Linked DNA regions of Oryctolagus cuniculus: region 1 is linked to region 2. The links are chromatin contacts, called in public Hi-C maps. All regions are on one chromosome and are shown on one strand. The core of a region is the stretch at or near the end of the contact, and the rest is flanking DNA. Distances in the headings are between cores, read along the strand shown. Region 1 overlaps FILIP1 (filamin A interacting protein 1). Region 2 overlaps FILIP1 (filamin A interacting protein 1).

Region 1 (7,395 bases), core at 4,730-7,229, 120 kb before region 2:
CCTTAACAAAACTAGAGTTAATTCTTTGAGCAAAAATACAAGGAAATTTCAGCCATTCTGAACCCATAAGAGCTGTCACATTGGATACTTATTTTTATATAAAAAAATAAAGACCTGGCACTTTAAATGCAAGAGTTTTTCATTTTAAGAGTTTGGGAATAGGTGTTTCCTCAAATGTATTATAAAATCCCTCTCTACTTAAGAAGAATATAACATATATAAGGTATTATCTTTCTAAAAACTCAAGGTAGTCCTTATAAATACCAAATTCTTGATGTACTGCAGGTGTGTCTTTTTTTAAAGATTTATTTATTTATTTAAAAGGCAGAGATACAGAAAGAGAAGGAGAGACAGAGAAAGACAGAGTTCTTCCATCCAATGGCTACAACAGCCAGGGCAGGGCCAGGCTGGAGCCAGGTGCTAGGAGCTTCCTCCAGGTCTCCATGTGGGTGCAGGGGCCCAAGGATTTGGTCTATCTTCTGCTGTTTTCCCAGGCACATTAGCAGGGAGCTGGATTGGAAACAGAGCAGCCAGCACTCAAACTGGCACCCCTATGGGATACTGGCACTGAAGACAGAGGCTTAGCCTTCTACACCACAGTGCCACTCCACAGATGTATCTTATTGTGTGGTTATTGTGTTTATTTGCTTTTTATTGATTTTTTTAAAAGTACCTGATGTAACTAATAGCTAGTTTTTTACTTGTTTTGAATCCTACTCAAGAGATGCAATGTGGTAGAAAGAGTATGCTCTTGGGAATCTTGTGTTAGAAACACACATCAGTTATTGCTGCTAGTGTGACCTAGTGAGTTAGTCTCTCTCTATTAAACTGTAAAATGGGCACAGCAATGGCTACCTCACAGATTTTACATGAGCTAATGTATACAGGTGCATAGACACTGTTAGTTACTCCATCCCTTGGGAGTTAGACAAACTGTGGCTCTCCTGTTTACTATAACCAAGTGACCTTGAGCCAATTAGCTTTGAATATCAGTTATCAACATGTATGAAAATGAAATATATGTGAAGAGACAGATATTGTGCCTGGCATATAGTAGATAATCAATAAAAGCAAGTTTCCTCTTTTTTTTCACTTGTAAGAGTAGACTACCTGAGGTGGAACAGGCAGATCTTTTGGGCAACATAACCTAAAGGCTTTCCACAAACTGAATCAATAGTTCAAAGATGAAGGCCCTTTTTCTCATCCCTGTTGCTCTCAGTATCTTGTGACTCCCCAAACAACTCACACCAATATCTGTGATTCCCTTGTCCTGAGCCTAACAACGCATTAGCAACCTCATGGCAGTTTGTGCTGCATATCTGAGTCTAGTGACTCTTTGTTGGTGTGATGTGAAGATGCAGCACCTTCACAAATTCAAGATTGTGGATGACATGGTTTACTCTAGAGTCTGTAGTTCCTTAGTTACCACTGTCAAAAGATTATGCTATGCCAGCAATGACTTATTGCTTTTTCTAAACTTTCTTGAGATTTTATTTAAAACAAAGCATCATAAAGAAACAATATTAAATAGCATAGCTTGTGGTAGCATTTATGCTGAGAGTAGACATTGTCCATTGATGAAGCACACAACCAAAGTTAAGCCCTTCAATTTTGGGAAAGAAGATAAAAATAAACACAAAAATGGAAATATTAACAATTTTATAAATTGCAAATTTCATATTTAATAACATTCCTAGAGAGTTTTTTAAAGATTTATTTTATTTCTTTGGAAGGCAGAGTTACAGAGAGGAGGAGAGAGAGAGATCTTCCATACATTGATTTACTCCCCAAATGGCCACAATGGCCAGGGCTGGGCCAGGCCAGGGCCAGGAGCTTCATCTTGATCTCCCACATAGGTGGCAGGGACCCGAGCACTTGGGCCAGCTTCCACTGTTTTCAAAGGCACATTAGCAGAGAGTTGGATTATAAGTGGAGCAGCCAAGACTTGAACTGGTGCTCATATGGGATGCTGGCAATCACAGGCAGTGGCTTAACCCAATCCTTATTTTCCTGTTTAAAGACACCTTATTATTTTTAAAATATTTATTTATTTGAAAGTTAGAGTTACAGATTGAGATGGTGAGAGAGAGAGAGAGGAAGAGAGAGAGATCATCCATTTGCTAGTTCATTCCCTAAAGGTTCTCAGCAACCAGGCTGAAGCCAGGAGCTCCTTTTGGGTCTCTCACATGAGTAGCAAGGGCCCAAGTACTCTCTGCTTTTCCCAGGTAGATTAACAGGTAGTTGAATCAGAAGTAGAACAACCAGGACATGAACTGGAGCCCATATGGAATGCCAGCATTGCAGGCAGCAGTTTTACCCACTACACCATGATGCTGGACACAAAAGCCCTTATTTAATATAAACTGTTGATTAACACTGAACTCCTAGGCAAGAGCACTGTATCTCTTATGTGCAGGATCTTCTTAAAGCATATCACAGCATTTTTGCCCTTAGAAACACAAGACCTCACACTATCCCTAGGGACATTATAAACAACAAAGTTATCAACAAAAAGCACAAAACTGTGAAAATCAAGGCAGTAAACATTACAAAGAAGATATTTGTCTAAAGTATGCAAGCTGACACAAGAAGGCACAGTACACTTTGTTGAATCTCAGTTGGGAAAGTGCACACCAGGCAATTTAAACTATTTGCCACTCTGCATGGCCATAAAAGTACTACAATTATTGATTTGGGGGTTACAGGTATATTTTAGCAGGGAGGTACAAATTAACAGTTATAGGATCTGTTATTAATGAGGATCAATTGTAACTTGAAGCCATTAAGAAGATCAACACTGGATAGATATGTAGCAAACACAATTATTACGCTGTATGTCCTCAGTGAATTCTCCATTTCTCAGACCGCTTGAAGAATGGAGGGATCCTGAAAACTAATTTGGCAATAGATACACACAAAAGTCTTTGAACCTGTTGAATTAAAAATATTCATACTTGGGAGACTGGCGTTGTTGCTTAGCAGATAAAGTTGCCGTCTGCAGTACCGGCATCCCATTTGGGTGCCAGTTTGAGATCGAGGTTCACTACTTCTGATCCAGCTCTCTGCTATGGCCTGGGAAAGAAGTGGAAGATAGCCCAAGTTCTTGTGGGAGACTCAGAGGAAGTTCCTGGATCTTGGCTTCAGATTGGTTCAGCTTTGGTAGTTGCAGCCAGCTGGGGAGTGAACCAGCAGATGGAAGCTCTCTTTCTCTCTCTGTGTCTGCTCTCTGTAACTCTGCCTTCTAAATAAATAAATAAATAAAATTTCTTTTAACTACTTTTTTTTTAACTACTCATGAGAGAGAGAGACAGAGAGAAAGGTCTTCCTTCCATTGGTTCACCCCCTAAATGGCCGCTACATCCGGTGCTACGCTGATCCGAAGCCAGGAGCCAGGTGCTTCTTCCTGGTCTCCCATGTGGCTGCAGGGGCCCAAGCACTTGGGCCATCCTCCACTGCCCTCCTGGGCAACAGCAGAGAGCTGGACTGGAAGAAGAGCAATTGGGACTAGAACCCGGCACCCATATGGGATGCCGGTGCTGCAGGCAGAGGATTAACCAAGTGAGCCACAGCGCCGGCCCCAAACAATTTTTAAAAATATTCATACTTGGGCCTGGCACTGTGGTGTAGCAGGTAAAGCCTCCCCCTGCAGTTCTGGCATCCCATATGAGTGCCAGTTTGAGTCCCAGCTGCTACACTTCTGATCCAGCTCCCTGCTAATGCACTTGGGAAAGCAGCAGAGGATGGCCCAAGAGTACCTGGGCCTTTGCTACCCACATGAGAGACCATGAAGAAGCTCCTGGCTTCTGGCTTTAGCCTGGTCCAGGCCTGAACACTGCAGCCATTTGAAGAGTGAACCATCAGATGGAAGATCAAGATTCCTCAATCTCTTATTCTCTCTCTCTCTCTCCCTCTGCCCCTATTCTCCCTCTCTGTAACTCTGCATTTCAAATAAATAAATAAATATCTTAAAAAATAATTCATACCTTGGAGTAGGCATTTGGCCTAGAAGTTAAGATGTCTGCTTTCCTCATTAGAGTGCCTGAATTCAATTCTGAGCTCTAGCTTCTGATCCTAGCCTCCTGCTAATGCAGACATTTGGAGGCAGCAATGGTGGTTCAAGTAATTGCATTTCTGCCACCAAAGTGGTAGACCTAGACTGAATTCTGGCTCTGTGCTTTGGAGCACCAGCCGCGGTGGGCATCTGAGGAATGAACCAACACATGGGAGCCCTGTCTGACTGTCTGGTTGTCTGTCTTTCTGTCCCTTTGCTTCTTAAAAAATATTCATACCTTTTAGTTAAGTAGTTTAACAAGAAGGGTAAATATTATTACACAAATATAATGTTATTTATAACAGTAAAAAACTGGGTATAGGAGATGGGCATTTGGTCTATTGGTTATAAAGTCAGTTGGGGTGCCCTCATCCCAAACTGGACACCTTAGATTAAGTGTGGCCTCTGCTTCTGATTCTAGCTTCCTGTCACTGCATGCTCTGGGATGCAGCAGGCAATGTTCGTGTAGTTGGGTCCTTTGATACCTATGTGGGAGACATGGATTGATTCCTCAGCCCTAGCCATTGAGTGAACCAGTGGATGGGGGCTCCCTGTCCCCTCCTCCTCTCTCTGACCATCAAATAGTGTATAGCCACAGGATAAAGTATTACATGTAGTTTAAAAATATTTTCCCATTTACAAATTGTATGTCAAGGGATGTTAAATAATGTCAGAAATGCCTACAATAAATATCAAAGTTGTATGTACTCTGAGCTTACAACTAAGGAAAAAATATATGTGAACAAAAATACTCACCAAAATATTTGAAATTGTTCTTTCAAGTTGGTGAAATTATGGATGACTATATTCTTTGTAACAATTTCTCTGAATCAGTATTTTTCAAAATCTTTTTTCAATTTTGCTCTCCTAAGATTTTGCAAACACTTTTTCCCTCATTGTGCCTCCTTATAAAATTTTAATACCACAGAAATACTACATATATTTGTATGTACTATGGTCCTTTTGTGAACCATAAATCATTGTCACAACTAATATTTCTTTAATTCTCCCCTTCAAGAAGTCGTCTTCACCCTGTTGAGATTAATAGTGCCTTTACTGAGAATGCAAATATTGAATCTGTTTTACTCTGATAATTAGATTATATGCTTTTAAAAAGAAAGTTCAGGGTGAGTGTCCTCTGGCACAGTGGTTAAGTAGCTGCTTGGGATGACCACATCCCATCTCAGAGTGCCTGGTTCAAGTTTTGACTATTCTACCACTGATTCAGCTTCCTGCTAACATGTACCCAGAGGCAGCAGGTTATGGCTCAAGCACTTGCATCCCTGCCGCCCACATAAGAGACCTGGATGGAGTTCCTGGCTCCTGGCTTCAGCCTGGCCCAGCCTTGCTATTGCAGTCATTTGGAGAATGATGAAAGATATCTCTCCCCTACCTCCTCTACCTTTCAAATAAAATGAAAATAAGTACATTTTAAAGAAGGAAGTTCTGGAATAGTAGTTTCTACTCCAAGTAATAAATATGACCTTTGTATTATGCTTAAATTTTTTTTGTAAGTAAACATCTGTTTCAGCTAATAAACATCTGGCTCTAGATATGTAACATGAAACTAATATATTTTGCAGGGAAGGACAGAATTGTATTTAATAACAACCAATACTTATATGCCACCATACTGTGGGCAAAATTATTTTTAGGGGCATTATTTAAGTTACTTTAGTTAATCTCATTGTACAGATGAAGGAAATAAGGCTCAAAGAAATTAAATAGCAGGCCCAGGGTCACATCATTATGAACAAACAGGGTTATTTGGCTTCAAAATATTTTTTCCCACTACATATTGCTGTGTGGGTCAGTAACAGTTTTCTGTGAAAATATGATGCAAACACAGAGCAAGGGAAGGCCCTGGGATGAAGCTCGCTGGGTAATGCTTCCCACATTAACGTCCACAAACGGGGCCGCAGCCATCTGGCCCGGTTTCCCCACGCTACATTACCTGGCTGGCTCTCCACGTTTTGCCAACATTTTCTGAGCATTGTCGTCTTTTCAGTAACTTCTCTAAGAATGCTTCACTTCAATCTTTAGAGCACGTGAGGCAGCGAACCCAATCCTGTAAATTCACTTCCCCGACTCTCTGAGACCTCTTGCCAAGCCACTGCTGCTGGGAGGACAGCCCTACAGCGTGACTTTTTCCAGCACACTTTGAAGTAGATAAAATATGCACCCATGGACATCTGTCTGTTATTTCCTGCACTCACAGCTTTGTTCTTCTTTATTGCCAGAGAATTCTATGGATGATGTCACTTTTCTCTGAAGAGAACAGGCCATCAGAGCTTTTCACTGACATAATTAATTATCTGTAGCTTGATTCTGAGCCAGAAAATTCTCAAGGCACAGCCCCCAGAAGAATTAACTCTACTGTGTTTGCTATTCTTAAACTCTTAAAGAGACAGGGTACCAGATCTTTTTTATTTTTTTTTTTGTCTCAGACAATGATAATGGTATTTTTGTTCAGTGATATCAAGTAACAGAAAGTGAACTGGGGCACTATTCTATGATTTCACAAGGAAGACCTTCGGTTCAGTGGGCAGCAAACTCTAAAGGTCACTACAGATCAAGTACACAAAGCAAAGCTTTTAGGGCTTAGTCTTAAATACTACAGGAATGCATCACAATTACTGAATAGACTCTTTGGGGGATCTTGTGAATCTGTAGCCAGAAAAATGAGATCTCAACCAAAGCTAACCATGTTAAATTACCCACGAGGTGAAAGGCTTAGTTTATCAGCCACAAAAGCCAAAGACGTCAATATAATTAGACCTTACAGGAGATAAGAAACTACCAGGAGAGTGACCATTATTTTGAAAGTTTTTCTTATATTTTTATACACACTTAAAACAAATTAGCCAGTGCACTAGAAGATGTGCTATCTCCATTCTACTGGGTGTCATGATTATGTAAATAAGCTTATTTTTCTCCCTAAAACCGGATCTCCATGGGGAATGATCAACACTATAATGTATAAAGAGTGGAGGGGCCCTAAAGAAAGCAGGGCATTTGAGTTGATTCTGGCTCTGCTCCTCTCTATGTATATAAGACAAGATTTAAGAAGTTTCTCAACTTGCTCAACTCTGCTGGAAATAACCAAGTCCTGTTGAACTCAAAGGAACAAATAATATCATAGACCGCAATATGCATTTAAATAGTGTCCTCCAAAAAAGAATTATGATCTCTTTCACTGCTTTGATTCTATGTAAACTAGCTTGAATTGTGCTCTTTCTGAATTAATTTATTGTGATAAATTATCACTAACTTTAAAAGATTCAAAATTGTGATATAATAAAACTTAATTTTAAAAAAAATCAACATTAAAGAAGTGATTAAAG
Region 2 (7,073 bases), core at 86-2,585:
ATAATATGTATCATATGTGGCTATTATCATTATATTGCATATCATTATACCAGTTGGGTTTAGGTATCCTGGTCATTGGTCAGAACACCTGGTATGCTGGGCAATGATGTATGGAATGAGCAGAATGTGGAAGGTGGGAATGTCTTACTCAATTTGAGAGGCCTCTGAGGAGTGAACTCCACCAATGCAGCTGACTTCCTTAAAGACCAGAACAAACAACAGGCTGTGACCGAAGCATTTGGTTTGGTGGTGTCTAAATCAGAGAACATGTGAAAGTTAAGCCTATATGCAAGGCCACTCCCTGATCCAAATACCAGGCTCCTCTTCAAGCATGTGTCACTTACTCAACAGTTAATGAAACACAAAGAGCCTTGAATACCTTCAGTGTCACATTTCAAGACTTATAGAATAATTAGGAAAAATCTGAGCTGGCAAAACTCTTCCTGGCTCACCCTGGTAAGCAGACCACCTTTGTTTTCCATTAGTGTGTGTTGTCGTCACAGTAACTGCAAGGCTCAACATACAGGCCCAGGGTGTCATTTCCTCAAGTACTTAGGCTGCCACACTGAAATAGCATTATGAACTCAGCAATACCTCTTCCTTTCCTGTTGTGCTGTGGTACCTCAAAGAAGCAAGCTCTAAAATGAGTTACTTAAGATATAAGTATATTAAGGAAAAAGAAAGTCCATTTATTCTTATTACTGCATTGCCGATGACTCATGTGTGTGTATATGGGAAAACCTTATTTTTACAAAGATCATTTAGATAAACAAGGCAAGTTGGCAGTAACTTGATTATGTTGGTGATGTCAGCAGTCTACTGTTTGCAATCAAATCATATTTTGGCCTTAAATTTTTAGCAAATTATTTTTAAGGAATGCATTTGGCCAACTCTGATAATGTTCATTTCATGGCTTTCTTACACCCTTTCCTAACAAAGACAGCAGCTGATAATTTGTTTCTTCAAAGTAACTGGGGAGGATTGAAGTTACAATCACTACAAAAGCAAAAGAAAAAAAATACTATTTTCAAATGCAGACACGGAAGTCCTCAGCCAACGAAGTAATGATCATCAGTCTTATCTATGTTTGGGGGAAGGAGGTAGTTGAAGGAGGATAGCATTTAACCAAGGAACTAAAACTAGAAAAATCCTTAAACCTTCAGTGTTCACTTAGAGTCAGATCACTTGAGACAAATGCTGCATTAGCTTTCAAAATTCCTTTTCGTTCGTTTTTCACAGGCCTCAGAAACACATAAATCACCCAGTATTACACATGTTGACACCACTTCCCAAAAAGGCTAAGAACACAAACCTTCCTTTGACATAACAGTGTTGCTGTGGCTTAAACAAAGCTCTCAGGGACAGAGAGGCGCGAGGGGCACAGGGTAACGTTATGTGACTTCATTTCTCTGCTGGGAGTTTCTCAGTTTCTGCAATCAGCTGGTCAAGAGCCAGCTAAAGCTGCTCAATTCATGTTTGACTTTCCTTAGTCTAAGTTCTTCCACAACAGGCTGCTTGGCTTTTGAAATTAAACATCCTCAGCTACTACTGCAGAAAAAGCTGTAACCTGCATGCATCCTTTTTATTTCTCTTATTAGCTAGAGTAGGAGTGATCATGTAAGGGAAAAGAAGAACATAATCCAATATATTTTCCTGAAGTTCCTTAATTTTTTTGGCCTAGAGTCTCTATAATGCATTCTGCAAAGTCAAGAAAAGTTCTTTCCTTTTTTATTTTCCTTTTCTTCTTTTCCTCCTCCTATTCTTCCTTCCTTCACCCTACTTCTAGGTTTCATCAAAGAAGGACAATTATGAGACTTACTTTGCCTTATATTTTATAGACTCATCCCTTCAAAACAAGAAAAAATAAGTACAATTAACAGCTCTAAACCTAATTATCCTGCTTAGGGTTTCTTGTCACTAGAGCTATAAAGAAACTTTCCTGCTTTAAGGGTGATTCATGTATTTTTTGTTAAGTATAGAGACTATTAAGCACCTCAGAATATACACACACATCTTTATGATATAATACTTCTTCTGTTTGTCTTGGAATATGATTTTCTTGTCATGTCTAAGAAGAATGAATAGGATTAACAGCAATGAATAGCAAGAATTCAACTCTATTTGGTAAGGTTGAAGTTAGCATAAGATGACCTTTTTTGGTCTTTTCATTTTTATCTGTTACTAGGTTAGTTAAACAAAACAAATCATCTAAGATCAGAAATGAAGAATGATAAATTTAATATCATGTCCCTCCATGGAAGAGGATCTCTCCATTGGTCTGCATTATCCGGTATAGTTGGCTGTGAAAGAGACACCCAGGCACTATGTATAAACACACTTTATCTCCAACTACAAATATAGAAACCATAGAACAGTCTATGCTGTGGGTGATTTCTTTGCCTTTTTAGCAATGCTTCTATAAGACAGCAAACTACTCGGTGATAAGGGAGGGTTTGAAACAAATTCCAGGGCCGGCGCTGAAGCGCAGTGAGTTTAAGCTTCCCTCTGCAGCATCAGGATCCCAGATGGGCACTGGATCATGTCCCGGCTATTCCACTACTGATCCATCTCCCTGCTGATACGCCTGAGAAAGCAGTAGAAGACGACCCAAGTACTTGGGCCCCTGCACCCATATGGGAGACCCAGATAAAGCTTCTGGCTCCTGGTTCCTGGCTTCAGCCTGGTCCAGTTCTGGCTGTTGTGGCCATCCTTCTCTCTCTGTAACTCTGCCTTTCAAATAAACAAATAAATCTTTTTAAAAAAGAAACATAAATTCCACATTATATTACAGGCAGCTGTTCAGTGTGACTGCTTACAGAATCCAGCAACAAAATACGTCCCAAACAGGTTTCCAAATTTCCAAATTTAAACAGTGCTTTTCCTGTGATCTATGAATTTGAGTTCACACCTGTATGAGTTCACTTGTCTTCAAGAATTCTGTGAGCACCAAAGATTAAACAAATTCACTTATGGGGTGATAAGAAAACAATAATAGTGTAATTTTACATAGGATTCTACTAGGGAACTGAAAATTGCCTTAAGTCATCTAGTCTTCAAAACAACTCTGTGGAGAACTATGAGGGGCTTTAAAAACTTCATAGAAAATGGAGTTAAAAATTTTATTTTGGTGCCAAAAACTTTTGCAATCCACATATAGCTTTTTCACTTTTTCCATGAACTTTTTGAAGACCCTCCTAATACGCATGCACTTCAAGAATTTTTGTACCAAAATAAACTTATCTTTTAATTGTATTTTCCACAGTTTGACATACCCCCATCAAATTATTCTCATTTTACAGATGAGGAAATTGAAGCACAGAGAGTAATTAACCCAAGGTCACAATGAGCTAAAATCAGAATCCAGACCATCTGGCTCGCCCATGCTACTAGCCTTTTCTGACTCCTTGTCCATGAACAGAACCTTGTTATTATATCTTCAACTCAGATTCAAGAAAATGAATGCATTTTTATTAAGCCATCTTTTATTCTACTACTATCCATGGATATTTAAAGTAATGTCTATATAAATATATGTTGCAAACTTTCACATGTCATTTTTCTAACAAGTTATGCAAATCTTTTTTTCTCTTAATGCTTTCTATTGAATTCTATCTCAATCAAAGCTTGCCCCCTCACTTCATATACTGTTGCCTTTATAAAACCCACATGCTTAAAGAAATAAAATCAAACAAATGAAAATGTGAGTTAGACAGACTGACTAAAGTCTAACATCTTCAGGTAGCCTTATGAAGAAACTCTCATCTGCCAGCAAAATAAAATAAGCTTAGTATTATTTACAATGTGTAAATCCTAAAGTTTCAATTAAAAAAATAAGGTAATATTATAACCACAGGGAAATAACTGTTTAGTGAATAGATAAAATATTCCAAAAATTTCACTGGAAAAAAATTCCATAGGGACTATTGCTGAACAACTTTTTAAAAGAGTAAGTTGGGGCCCAAAACCTGCGAGGCTTATATCTCATATGGGTACTGATTTGAGTCCTAGATGCACCACTTCTGATCCAGCCCTGTTAAGACACCCAGGAAAGCAGCAGAAGATGGCCCAAGTGCTTGGGCCCCTGCTACTAAGGTAGATCTAGATGGAGTTACAGGCTCCTGGTTTCAGCCTAACCCAGCTCTGGCTACTGCAGCCATTTAGGGAATGAAGCAGTAGATGAAATCAATCACTCTCTCTCTCTCTCTGTAATTCTGCCTTTCAAATCAATAAATAAATCTTTTTCAAAAAAGAGTAAATTTAACATCTTTGACTATCTTAAAATATAAACCGAATATTTCTCTTTTGGTAAACAAGCTGCTCAAAAACTTGGTTCATGCTATATCACACACAGTAAAGCTACACATTTCATGAGAGATTAAGGATAATACTGAAAATTATCTGTTAAATATCTAGAGAAAAATGAAAAAAGAATCATAACATATTTAAATGTTTTAAAATGCAAGGCCAGATTCAAATCCATGACTCACAAATATAATGGGCCTTAATTTAGATTATTTGAAGGGCAGGTGTTAGGCATAGCAGTTAAGATGCCATTTGGGACACCTGCATCCCAACAGAGTGCCTGGGTTCAAGTTCTGGTTCCACTCCTGATTCCAGCTTCCTGCTAATATACATTCTAGGAAGCAACAGGTGATGATTCAAATGGTTATGTCTTTGCCACCCAGGTGGGAAACCCAGATTGAGTTTCTGGTTTCTGGTTTCAGCCTGTCCCAGCTTCAGCCATTGCAGGCATATGGGAAATGAAGCAGATGTGATGTTGTGTTTTCTCTCTCTCTCTCTCTCTCTCTCTCTCCCTCCCTTTCGCTCCCCCTTTCAAATAAGAATAATTTAAAAAAGAATTTAAATAACTTTAACCAAATGTAACTATGAATAGAATCCAGCACCAAATGATGGTAAAAGTATGAGTTTTAGTATTTAGACATCAAGGTGCACATTTAAATCTAGGTGCATACACAGGAGGTATAATACATACACATATACAAACACATTTTATAAATCTTTTCAGTTTCATTCTTTAGAGTTGCAACATCATCTCTACTACCAGGTATATGAGTGTAATTATAGCTACTTGAAATCTTTCTGCACAGACTTTGAGAAATTTTTAAGATAAAACTATTAACCATAATTATAATTGCTTTTCTTGGTTTTATATTTATTCTTCATTTCTCATATAATAATCATCAGGAATATAGATCCACAAATGTTAATAGAACATCCACAATGTGCAGGGGACTGAGAAGTTCTGAAAGTGATGTTTAGATGCCTTGCACCTGAAATACTTCATATTCATTCCAAATTTAATGGAGAAAACTCTCCTCCAAAGCACCCTAGTTTTACCAGAGCTCCCAACTATATAAACTCAGAGAGAATCACTTCTAAAATATGTGGTCCAGAAAATTACTGTGAAAGTGGAAGACACGGCTCTATCTGGTTCTACCAGCACAGACAGCGCCTGTTTCCCCTGTGTTGCACACAGAGGAAATAATATGGGCAAAGATGGGAGATTGAAAGGTTCACTACGAATGTTTTTGGAGAATGGCCCATAATCTGAAATACCTGAAGCAGAAGGACCTTCTTGTTGAGTAGTGGGAGTGAGGCTGGAAAAATTAAGTAGGTGCCAGATGATGGATGGTTTTTGAAATGCCCAGCCTTGGTGTCTGGCAGCAACTAACAGCCCCACTAGATAACGGAAGAGTAGATAGACAAGTATAGCAATGCTTTAGGAAAAGTAATCTCATAGTCATAGGGAAGTTGATTTAGATGGCAATGAGGAGTTTTCTAGAGGAGCAGCATTATGATAATCCACACCACACAGGTCTTGGTGTGGTGGGAGACACGGCAATGGAATCTAACAACTTCATGATGGGGGAAAGGGACAGCCCCAAAATGACACAGAAATGTGAACTCAAGTGAACAGGACAACAGATTTGCTTAATCATGGAGGGCTTGATTGCTCATCCAGTGGAGGAAAGCTTGTGGCTTGTAGCTATTCTCCATTCTCCAAGAGTAAGCTTACAACCATGAAGACAATTAATGACACGCAGAAATTCACTTCATCAGCAAACATGGCTTTCACTCAGGGCCAAATGCTGTACTCAGTTATCTGTACACTGTCCCACTGATTCCAAGAGAAATTACATGCCTAGAACTAATGGTAGATTTTGGCCTTACACATGCATTTGCAAGCCAACAATGTGACCCTTCCTAGGATAAAAACAAGAAAAATGTAAAGCAGTTAGATCTGAATTCTCAAAACTCTTTCAAGGCAAAGATGTTTCATCTCCATTAAAGTACCAGGAGCCTCATTCTCTGATACTAAGGTTACAAAAGTACATTTTGCATTATTATGTGCACACATTTATTTACTTGTTAAACTAATCAATTTCATTTACTTTGTAAGCTAATCAAGAAATCAGAATCATGAAACACAATACATAGCAAAATGTATATACTTTTTCATTTTTGTAAATGTATGATACCTGAGTTTTAATTGACTTCTTAAAATAGGAACATTGAAAAGGATGACACATTCTAATTTGTCAACAAACAATTTGTTTATAACTGGCTTTGGATAAATTATGTTGACAAAAACAGACTCAAATAATTCCTCTTAAAATGTAATTCTGCATCTTTGTTGATATTTTCCCGAGACTAGAACATTCACTCAAAGTATCTTGTCCCTTTAAAGGAATAACTTATTTTTGCAAATCCAGCCCAACCACAGACCATCAGGTGTCAATACTAGCCAACCCACCAATACACAGCGATAGCTTGTCAGATTCTTAGCAATTCTGATAAAATACATGACAACTCCTGGAAGGGGGAATAATAGTCCATCGGCTGAAAGGAGGACTTCCTCCAAGCTCTAGTAAACACGCTCATGCACACATAACTAGCAACTTCGGAAAAGATTTTTTTCCAATAAATCCTGTTTAACTTTTTTTTAAAAATAGAATCTTACATCTATATACAAGTAATTACTCTATTTTTAAAACACATAAATAACATTTTTCCTAAATGTTATATTCAATAACTGTAACAGTGGTGATTTA

The links. A called contact is a pair of places that touch in the nucleus more often than the background predicts.
Region 1: a contact with region 2 is called in a Hi-C map of an unstated tissue, with 1.7 times the contacts expected there. The contact joins two enhancer-like sites. A contact is called at or near these places in 2 of 6 Hi-C or Micro-C datasets (embryonic fibroblasts and an unstated tissue).

What each region holds. Positions count from the first base shown.
Region 1 is chr5:97,086,050-97,093,444 of mOryCun1.1, reverse strand. The region is part of intron 2 of FILIP1 (filamin A interacting protein 1); the gene reads right to left. LOC138849646 (a long non-coding RNA gene) reads right to left here. Exons shown (of 2, transcript XR_011388647.1): 2 at 6,472-7,395. Among named protein-coding and RNA genes, the nearest start is that of TMEM30A, 110 kb to the left of the region's middle. Within about 2 kb of position 5,979, at least 1 of the 8 cell types and tissues checked has an H3K27ac peak or open chromatin away from gene starts, as enhancers often do.
Region 2 is chr5:96,961,178-96,968,250 of mOryCun1.1, reverse strand. The region is part of intron 1 of FILIP1 (filamin A interacting protein 1); the gene reads right to left. Among named protein-coding and RNA genes, the nearest start is that of FILIP1, 81 kb to the right of the region's middle. Within about 2 kb of position 1,335, at least 3 of the 8 cell types and tissues checked have an H3K27ac peak or open chromatin away from gene starts, as enhancers often do.